2 separate regions of the Gasterosteus aculeatus genome follow, and region 2 is linked to region 1. The links are chromatin contacts, called in public Hi-C maps. All regions are on one chromosome and are shown on one strand. The core of a region is the stretch at or near the end of the contact, and the rest is flanking DNA. Distances in the headings are between cores, read along the strand shown. Region 1 overlaps plxna2 (plexin A2). Region 2 holds the start of plxna2 (plexin A2).

Region 1 (5,479 bases), core at 1,393-3,892:
ATGCTGTTCTACACATCAATGCACTCTCTCGTACACACAAACACAGCCACGTGCACACTTTATGTCTCATTCTGTCCTTTTTCAGTTCTCATCCTTCCCTATTACACCCCCCCCCCCCCCCCCCCCCCCCTACCTTTTCCCCCCTCGCTGACAGCTGTCTCCACACCGTAACCCTTTCGAGGCCGGGCATCTCTGAAAGTTTCAGGCACATTTTGGGAAAGGATCTGAAATATTTTTGGGAGTTCAGAGGGCTTCGCTTTGAGTTATACTTTGGGACACGCACGGTTTCCCCGCCGGCGTTCCTGGTGGGCTTGTTTGTCACCAGTTGCGGTTTCTGCTGCTGATGTGGCCCCGTCTGCAGCTCATTACAGCCTGCCACCTGTTTGTCCCGAAGCTAGACGAGTCACACACACACACACACACACACACACACACACACACACACCAATAGAGTTTGTTTAGGTGACAGGGGGTTAATCTAACAGGAGTGTCCGTGGCGTATCTGCCACACAGAGCAGGGACTGTTGACGTCCCACCGTGTCAATGGCTTTCTTTGTCCCCCCCCCCCCCCCCCCGGGCCCGTCTCTCTGTTGCCGCAGGGTTTAGGACCAGCAGGCCGACAGGTGGACGGTTATTGAGCAAAGACAAAACATTGGATAGATATGGGCTGGAGCGCATGTTGCTGCAGAGTGGATGTCGTTCTGTGAGCCAGCACTGAAGTTAGCGTGCCACCGGTTCCCTGGTAAAAAAGGGAAATTAGAATAATTGCAGAAAATAAGCTCTGAGGCGAACCAACGTTTTCTATACTTGCACGTTTTGTTCAATGAGATGTTTATCTTCACAAATGAGCAACACGTTTGGGATTTTTGTGTGTGAATACAATCCTAAAACGGTAAAAAAAAGGTCCATTTTAAAAACACGCTTAAAAACGCTTAAAAACTCAAGAAAGCGTGTTTACGAACATATTTCTCATTGTCGAAAAACATGTCAAAATATCTTAAGCTTATGCTAACTGGAGACCTCATGTTAGGCATTGAATCAAAAATGTATTTGAAAAACTTATTGGCTTTGAGACGAGGGAACAAAAAAGGCAAAAACACAACCTTACATGCAGGTTTTTGGACTCATTCCTGCAGCACTCTTTTCACAGCAAGTGACAGTTTTTCCAATGAAAGCTTTTCAGAGGCCATGCAATAATAAGCGCATGTTACAAATGTTGCTGTCAGCTGTTTGTTTGTTTTTAATAAGGATGCAATAAGGAAAAACCTCTGATGGACACCCAGCTGTTATCTATTCCTATAGCTGACAGTTAATTCCAGCCCGCGGTGCAACTAGCAATTAATATCCCCCAGTTGTGGGCGATTTGCATGGGGTTCGGGAAACACTTGAAACGTGTAATGAGCACCTTCGTTCACTCACCACATTTTGCGCAGAAGCATTGAGGTTTAGGCTGAACTGGGCGCCTTGTCAGAGTGTGCCGTCGTTATACAACAATGAGACTGCCAGGACTTAAAAAACTAATCTCTACCAGAGTCTTACTCCTCTGCTGCATCTGGTCATTATGCTGTGCAGGTTTCTTGATGCACGTACGACGGCGGCCGCCCCACGACGCCGGACACTTAAAGACACACACACACACACACTCAGCGACACAAACTGACCTCCAGATCGCACAGACCTCTACTCAAACAGACTGAGTGCCATGTGGCTGAGCAGAACCTTGTCTGGCAGACGGACAGACACACAGCTAGATTCACCCGCACACACACACACTCATTATATATAACTGACAGACGGATGAGTGCATGTTATGAAGCAGCTGAGAAAAGGCCCAGCCGGTGGATCACACAACAACTCAGCTAGTTGCCTCGCTGAGATGTGTGGTTTGATTTTTCGTGCTTCTCTACTCTGTTGTCTTCACATAATGTAAATGATCAACCCTGTATTTGTGTAATTGTAATGTCAACTGCACATGAGCGCATGGCTGTTTGTTCTTCATTCAAATGATGGCTGTTGGGCAGCCCTGTGTGGAGTAGCCTGCAGTGTGTTTACTTTGGGCTCTAACTGCTTATTCAAATACTTTGCTGTTGACCCTTCCAATATGTTTAGCTTTGAATTTTCTGCTCGGTTCATTTAAATAACCCTCAGTACAACATAACGAATTATTTTTCCGATTTTAAATGATTCTGCGTATCTATTTGTTTAATGAAATCGATCTTAACAAACGTTGCTTGTTCATTGCAACCTTCCCCTGAAAAATAACCCCGTCGTTCAATTTCAAATTGGAAAAAATCAGACTGGAGAAGGTATGTCCGTCACTACTCTTCCATAGGAAAGTGTTTTTGGACAGGCAAGACAAAAGCCTACTGATGGCAGAGCGACAGCTTTCTGTGGCCAACTGAACCCACCTGCTCACTTCTGTTTCTCTGGCTTGAGATAAAGGAAACAGTTGCCTGTGCAGTTGACGTCTCACGCATTGACACACTGAGGCACCCAAACATTAGAGGCGCATCCCCCCCCCCCATACATAATCCATCAACACGAAACACCATATATACACACACGCGCGCACACATACCCAGAGGCTTCTTTGTGTGTACATGTAGTGATGTTTGTTGCTCTGCCTGCACTCTGATCCTGATCCTTTCATGTGCTTTTTAGGTTACCCAAGTTCCCATCGAGTCATGTGAGCAGTACGGCACCTGTGGAGAGTGTTTGAGCTCCGGGGACCCGCACTGCGGCTGGTGTGTCCTGCATAACATGTGAGTACCCCTCAATCATCGTTTACACGTACTTTCCACAGATTTTGTTCAACATTTACCACAAATGAGAGCAATTTAAGCAATATTGACTTAAGAATAGGCATAGAAGCCATGAGTGACACCTGCTGGAAATAAAGGGTTACTGCAACGAGACTAACTTCTAGAAAGCCATAGGAAAACGTGCGTATCAATTATATTTTGGGTATGATACTAATCTGTGAATTGAACTGATCATAGTAAGACAATATAATGGAGAGGTTATATAAATGCAGACACAAGATAAATGCAGCTTACTGCTAAAGAAGTCTCCCATCTTCGCTTCCATCGCTCCCGCCTTTGTTTCCTCAGCACAAACATTCACTCTCATCGGTCTGGGCTTCTCCTTTGCAGTTGTGTGTTGAATTCCACACTTACATCCCTTGCTGAATGCAGCCACTCTCTCTAAAGGTATAGCTGAATATTTGTGTGTCAGAGCCCCGCCGCAATCATCATTATCGTGATGGCGGCCCCTGCAAAGTGCACTTAAAGTAATTTACATCACTCCAACGCTGGGACAGGCCAAATAATTGCCTAGTGACAAGGTAATTCAGCATGTTTCTGCCGAGGTGCTGGAGAGGGTGGCTAAAGCCTTATATTCTTTACCGTGTGCGTGCCTTCACAGAGGGATAATTTACCACAACATTAGCCTTTGTGCTTTACTGTTAATCACATGATTTTTCTGTCGGTGTGGTAGAAAGTGGAACCAAAATAATTCAGATCTGCTGCGGGTCAGGGGTGGTGATACGTTGTTTTTTTTAAGCTGCTGTGTGGCGAACGCTGCTGTGAAGAGGGAACAGCTGTTTATTGTGCAAAGGCCGCCAGGGAGTAGGTTGCGTGTGGGCTTGCGAGTAGATGTGTGCGCATGGATGTGCACGCACCTGGGTTCGATTTTTGAGATCGTACGCAGGCACTCGGCCCGACCGCCGTACTGTGCTGCGAGGGAGGAAAGGTCAGCGCCGCATTTCACGTCAGATCAGCCATCTGCTCTCTCAGCACAGTAGACCTTGGTGCCACCTGACTCTGGTCCTAATACCCCTTTATGTGTCTTGAGCCTGCAATGAGTGTGACGGGGCCCCTGTCAGCTGTGGCTGAGTTGCTGCAAAGGGGAAAAGATATTTAAATGAAGACGATGCAAATGCGTGAATAGGGCCTTAGAGTGCCTTATTGAGGTCAATCTGCTGTAGACAAAGCGTCCGTAAAATGACATACCTAATACATCATTTAAATATGATAATACGAGCTGTAGTGTCTGAGTTGTATGTAACTTCAATGTCCCTGGAGCCCAGATGGTGGGCTGGTGGTGGCCTCTGATTCACGTCACATCTCTATTATATCTATTTGGAACAAAATAATTTCAAGGTAGGCGTCGATCAGAAGGGACAAAGGCGTTCATTAAAAAAAAAAACATCTCATCGTGCCATCTTGAATGGGAAGCAGCAGTCAAATGAGGATGATGTATCAGAGTTGCAGGTAGTAATTTGTTATTTCAAGATACTTGATGGAAACGGTAAATTTTGTGTCTGGTAACTGCACATAATGACAAATTACAGTTAAAATGTGATAATACCTAATGAGTCTGAAGGGGTATTATGGGTTTAGCATATAGACTGTACCAATATACAACGAAACCAACAAAAGAAGAACATATCTGGGTGCGGATGTTTTATTTTATATGATTATTGTTGATGAGTTGATGAGAATTTTATGTCCAATGATTAATTGTGACGGTTTGTATTTGTTTTTAAACATTCATTCCCAGTCTTTTTTTTCTGTATTTTAAAGCACAGTATGAAATGGGCTATAAAATCACATTTGTATTACTAGCAGCCGTCGTATTAGTGCCTGATACTGCTGGAGAAAAGCAGCTGCGCCTTCCCGGTGAAGAGCCCCCACTCACACCAAATCCCTTGCCAGCCGCGGTGCCATGCACAGCTCTGACGCTGCCGCTTCCTTCTGCCCCTTTCTCCCTAAATCCATTGTTGATTTTATAAAATGACCTTTACCCCTCTCCCATGTTGCACCTCATTCAGCCAGTAGGTGTGAACACTCGTTTCGGCCCACTGCTAAATTGTCTCCCATTATGACATTCTTCCCTCTGGAAAAAGCTCTTCTACACTTCAGAGGTGGTTCTGCTTGCTACAGACATTGTGTCCCCCTCCATCTTTTCTTGAGTCTGGTCTAGTCTGGCTGTGTATGCTCGTTGAAGTACGAGCATTCTAAGGTGGCTAATCAGGAACATAGGAGGAAAACTAGCTTGATTTGAGAGAGAATGAGAGAATGCAGAGGAGGCGGTGAGCTGGTCAGGAGCAGCGTGTCTGTCTTCCCTGCTTTCTTCTTCCTCTGACTCAGTGGCGTGTGAGCCTCTAAAGTCCTTTAATTACCAGCAGCTGCTAGGCATCCACTGAATGCACGGAAAATTAATGGTGGGGTGCAGGGGGGGTGGGAATGAGAGAGGGTAGAGTGTTTGATGCTGCACACTCATCGGCCCACAAGCCCAAGCAGCGTTTTGATTGCAGCTCAAAGGGGCAATCATCTCCAGCGCCCTTCAGTCAAAGTTCTGTGAATGGGTAGTTCAGCCTCCGACTGACCGCCGTCCGGAAACGTGGGGCTGCGGCGACGCTTTCTCTCTGCTGCTCCCTCCCTCAGCCCGCTTCTCATCACTGTTCGATCACCTGTCT
Region 2 (5,554 bases), core at 1,601-4,100, 88 kb before region 1:
AATTCTTTTTGATGGAAAAAGTAGTTCTCCCAATAAGGACAAGCTGGTTTTAGTTAGTGCAATGGGTGTATGGATGTCCATTTATGAACACTGAAGAAAGAAATATGAAGGTCTTCTCAGCTATTTTTTTTCTTCGTTCATTAAAAAAAGACAAAAAACCATTAGTTCCCAAAAAGATGATGACGATGATCACATGGTTTGAAATTGGAGCAGAAGTAAAAGGCATTACATGCCATGTCACCGTTATATTGACAGTTAACTTTTTCATTTAATTGTTTCCTGGTATTAGTTTTTTCTCTCCAGCCAGGAGCAAGGATCGCTTACACGGGTCAGAGAAGAGAGGGAATGGAGTTTCAGTGGAGTCGACAGGTTGCCACATTCCCCCGTGATATCTTCAGATATGGCCAGAGGGAGAAAGAATTAATGGCATCACTGGAGGCCCCTTTGAAACCTTCCAACTTGGGATAAAATCGCTGTGTACGATCTCTTTGATCGGCAAACGGTCAAACGACAGCCCTGCAGTCGCCCATCTCCCCACATTACCGCCGGGAGCCTTATTCCCATTACTGTTCACACCCTTCCGACTGGCTACTGTTTGATTTGCTCACCAAACTGATCTTCCTACAAATAAGCTTTGTGCTTTGCCGCGATCTACCCCTCTCCATCCCCTGTCACAAATGCTCTGCAGCAGTAACTCCCCCTCTTTGCACGCACCCAGCCGCCCACGTACGTTCAGAGATAAACAGTAGGTACTGCACATCGCACGGTCGTAATTCCAGCAGTTTAACCTTCTAACCCGCCGTAGGCTTTTAATCCCATTAGTTTCTTGCCTCCACAAAAACGATCTCTACAAAGTCAGATTCCAAATGTAAACACATAAAGTGGCCAATGGCTTTCTTATCTGAAAACACTAATGACCAATGATCTGTGCTTTTACTTCAGGTGCAGGGGGGGGGGCTCTGAGACTGAAAGTGACTCATTGAATTACCCTGGCCCATCTTGACACAGCGCAGGTAGCAGTCAGGTCTTCAATAGAGGTAAAGTGACAATAGGTACGTTATGAGCATAAACGCTGCATCTTTGCATGAAATCAAGCTGTTTAGAGGAGCAAAGACCCAGAGCTGAGCAGGAAACACACGCACGCAAGTATGAATATGCCTGCTCGATAGCCTCACACATGATACTTTTGCATGATTGAAAAAGAGATAAAATGTATACAATGTTCCGTTCCATATGATGATTCAAGGAAAGCTACACTTTGCATTCATCTTTTTTTACTAATGACTTTAAGAAGTCAAATAAAGCCACTCTACCGGCAGTCGTGACTGATCGTTGTACTGCAATAACCATCAGTTTTGTCTTCAGGAAGAGGCAGAACATCTTAGAGACAGTTCTGTGCAACCTGTTCTTTCAATATCAATTGAATTATACTCCGATCAAACAAATCACAGCTTGTACCAAACAGGGCTTCTCCAAACAGGGCTGTGAGTAATGGATTGGAAAAGACTGTGTTTGATTACCCCTGCTTGCCGGGGTTGAGTAAGAGCCATTTGGTTGGTAGTGCGGTGGACAGCCTCCAGATATTGACCCTGTCTTTAAGTGGGCGCTGTGCTTTTAGTGTACTTACGTTGGTTTTTCCAGATCTTTCTCCTCCTGGCAGTTTTGCAATACTTTTGATGGCAGACACTGGCTTCCTTTTCCCCACTCTGCATTATTGATGCATCAGGGAATGTGGATAGCCTACTTTTTTTTGTCATCATTTTCTAAACCAGTAAGGACAAAGATAACTATAATAGAAAACATGGGGATGTATATACTGTATATCCATCAACCAATCCACTATCCCTAACTTCTCATGCTTTTCAGGGTGAAAGGGCGTCTGGAGCCGAATCCCAGCTGACATTGGGCGAATGCACAGGGAGTCGTCGCAAGACTATCGGAAGGCTGACACAACTAATAAGGCTCACATTTACACCTACGGGCAATTTAGAGTCATGCTCTAACAGGGGTTAGAGGAAACCACGCAAGCATATATATATATATATATAGAAATAAAAAGGGGATGATAGGCAACTACCTATGTGTAGCATTTAATAGAATTTGATGTTTTCTGCTCTCAAAGACCAAGACAAAGAAGAAGCAGATGGAGGGAACGGTTGCTAAGGCAATTTAAAAGAACAACGTCAAGGCTTTGACCACTCAGTTTTTGGGGGGATTATTATCTCTGAAGTTTGCACAATCAATTCGAATGGTAAGTCATGTAATAAATAGGTATATGAGCTGAAGCGAATCAAAATGTGACAGATGATGATGGCCTGTAGCTCAGCATGTTCTCAGTTTGGTCTAAAGATGGCAGTATTCTAACAGGAACAGAGTTAGATGGGAGTGCAAGTATACTGAGGTGTTGCGCAGACGAACTCTGGAAGAACATTTTATTTTTCTATACACAACGCAATTGTCAGCTATATGTCAATATTCATGGTCTAAATCATAACGTCGTTTACAAATATTTCCAGAGGGAATGCATATGAAATGTGTGAATCATCCCACAGAGAATTATCAAAACTTTAAATTAGAATGAGTTCGTTAGATACTTAATGTAACTTTTTTGGTATCGAGTTTTTTTTTCTTCCTTTGGTTACATGTTCGGAACATTGCAAATGTTTTTTTATGTTGATGTGTTTTATTTAACCGAGTGCTCCAAACGATTTCCTTCCCGGTACAATCCTAAATGTTGTATTAGGATTGCATTTCAGAAATCCCCCTCGAAATCTTTTTTCTATAAAAAAAAATGTATCCATTATTCATCGTTTTTCTTTGGGCGGAAACAGTTAACGCCATAATGAGCCGGGGTGTGAGGGGGGCCGGGTTTAAACGCGCAGTGTGCCAGTGTGCAGGCAGGCAGGCAGCGTACACACACACACACACACACACACACGCGCGCGCACTGTACTGTATACTGATGGAGCCGCTAATCTCCGTCAGTACGGCGGAGCCCCGTGAGAAAGCAACGCTGTCGGTCTGAGCGCGCGCCTCGCCGCGAATTCTACCCCGCCGGACTCGGTCGCGAGCCCCGGACGCTCCGTTGCCGCCCCCCCCCGCCCGGAGGACGCTCAAACCCCCCTGAACTGAAGGAATGCGCCGCTTCACGGAAACGGCGTGAGTCGGGCGACACTAAGGAGGGTCGGTCAGCCCCGCCGCGAAGTTCACGCGCCGAATTTCCGGTCACTCGCGGCGATAAAAAAAAAAATGCTTCTTTTTAATAGACGCGCACTTGAATGAATGACGCCGCCTTCGCACGCTTAACGCGTCCCGAGAACAGATGTGTTAAAGGAATTTGGAAGGAGAAGTGAACGTGAGCTCGTTTAAAGCGTCATCCGAAAAGCGAGGTTTTGTAGCGTTTGTTCATTTAAAAAAAAAAAAAAAAAAATTGTTACAGTGGATGTGAGGTCCATCAGTAACGAGCCAGAGGACGAGCCGCCGCGCCGGAAGGAGCAGGACGACCGGGACATCCAGCTTAAATGAAGAGGTGAGTGACGGTCAATGCTCGTTAAGCCTCAAATAGGCTCTGCAATGTGTAAATATTGGTTCACCTCGCAAACTACAGCAACATAGCTGGGCAATTGTGTGCTTATTTCCGACACTGCAGACAGACATTTTTCGACATTTTCCTTTCTAGCCTGCGCGCGATTCCCTTTTTGAGGTCGCAGCCGGTTTTCAACATGTGTAAATATGCAGTGAATATATGAATATAATACATTAGACTTTGACTGTGTGGTGCTGATGATGTGACACCGTTCAATGGATCACGGTCATTACAGCTACAGTGGACACTGCTGGTGTTGAACTGGAATCTCTACTGCCATTTATGCTTTATTCTCATTTATTAGAGATTTGCTATAATCTGTTCTACAGAGAGGATCAGTTGCCAACAGCCATACTGACGAGCTGCTTTTTGGTTTGTGTTTGTGAAATCGTTTTTTGGACTATTTAATGCAGTTGGTTGACCAGTAGTATTTATTTTTAGGGTAACAACCATCACAATTTTGAATGATTTAAATTTAACTGACCTTGATTTTGGGGGCAAAACCTCAAAGATATTCCCCATAGTATCCACTTGATCAATATTCACGCAACCCTTCAGATTACACCTGGAACTGTATTTTAGAGGTGTTATAGTGGCTGTTGGTGGGCTGCAGATCTGGATCTGTGTCTGGGACTGCAACAAGTGAACCTGGAGTCCAATCACACTGCTATATTTGTCTGTTATTATACGCCTAAAAACAAATGTGCTGTGAATTAGTTTCAAACGGTCAGTGATAGTCTGTGAGTTCCCACCGTCTAAACAATTCGTGCTGGTTTGTTCTCTTCTTAAGTGATGCAAGCCCAAATTGCAACAACAACCAAACCTCAAACAATCTGATAAAATTGTCGCCAACTGGCATCAATTTAGGATCCCAGATTGGCGCTAGACCTCCTCCGTCCCAATTCAGCAGATGCACCTACAAATCTTCATTCTGTCGGGCTGCCAGCGCTCCGGCGGGCAGCCGTGACAATGACTCTAAAGAAAATAAATGTTGTCTTAAGTAGGAAATTGCCTTACATTTGCATGAAAATAACTTGCATCTGCCGCGGTTGTCGGGTAGCATATTAATCCCTCTGCTCGTGCAATCAAAACCCGTTCCTTCTTGGTGAGATCATGGTTTTGGTGCATGTGAAGCGTGACCCGCTCTCATCATTATTTTAATATCCATCTCAAAGTGAAACAGCAGTTTGACCCCAAAGCAGCCACCAGGGTGGAAATTGCTGCCTTTGGAAGAACAAACCAGCACTCAGCATTGGTTTGATTATCACATGGTGATTATATTCACCTAATTAACTCCAATCTAATGGGGGGGGGGACACATTCTCTGAGAGTGCGGTGATGCTGCTGCACAATCAGTCCCTCTGACCAATTGGCTGTTCTTATATGCAACATTTTACACAGCAGTTCACAGCTTCGTTAAAAAATGTCCAAAATTAACGGATGGTAACCTTTAAAATCCCTTTTAAAGACAACATTGTACAATAGCTGTTATCAAAGTTATTCTTGATAAGCTCAGTTCTTTTCAGAATGCAATGAATCACGGGCCATTCGCCTTCTTTCTTAAATCGAGAAGGATATAAGCAAAGATTTTCAGGGTGCAACTCAGTGAATCAATGGCAAAGTGAGGCCTTTGAAGGCACGCCGTCCGAGCGAGCCTCTGCAGAAGATCACACGTTCGTCCAATCAATATGTTACCCTCACCAAACTGGAAAGAAATTGCTTGAACTGGAAAAACCTAGGTCCAGCTTTTGTGGAGCAACGGTTGATGTTTCCCCGCCGCTCTCTGTGTTTTCGATCGGCTTTACTGTGCAACTGTGCGGTGTGCAAGATATTCTGTCCTTTACGACTTATGGTATCCACATGTGCCCAGGGGGAATCATCCGGTCTTGTATTCTTTAGTAGTGGTGTTTTCAGCAGTCCTCAAACGCAGGATAGTCAGGATTGTGCAGGATCTCAAACATTTCATCT

Evidence for each region. A called contact is a pair of places that touch in the nucleus more often than the background predicts.
Region 2: a Hi-C map of liver shows a contact between it and region 1, with 4 times the contacts expected there. The contact joins the promoter of plxna2 here to the enhancer-like site in region 1. A contact is called at or near these places in 5 of 6 Hi-C or Micro-C datasets (liver, skeletal muscle, tail fin and 1 more).

What each region holds. Positions count from the first base shown.
Region 1 is chr2:7,723,039-7,728,517 of fGasAcu3.hap1.1, reverse strand. plxna2 (plexin A2) reads left to right here. Exons shown (of 32, transcript XM_040193259.2): 5 at 2,662-2,762. Among protein-coding and RNA genes, the nearest start is that of LOC144388432, 78 kb to the right of the region's middle. Within about 2 kb of position 2,642, at least 1 of the 9 cell types and tissues checked has open chromatin away from gene starts, as enhancers often do. A contact at or near this core is called in liver, where this site is marked.
Region 2 is chr2:7,810,831-7,816,384 of fGasAcu3.hap1.1, reverse strand. It overlaps plxna2 (plexin A2), which reads left to right and starts at 2,850. Exons shown (of 32, transcript XM_040193259.2): 1 at 2,850-3,529.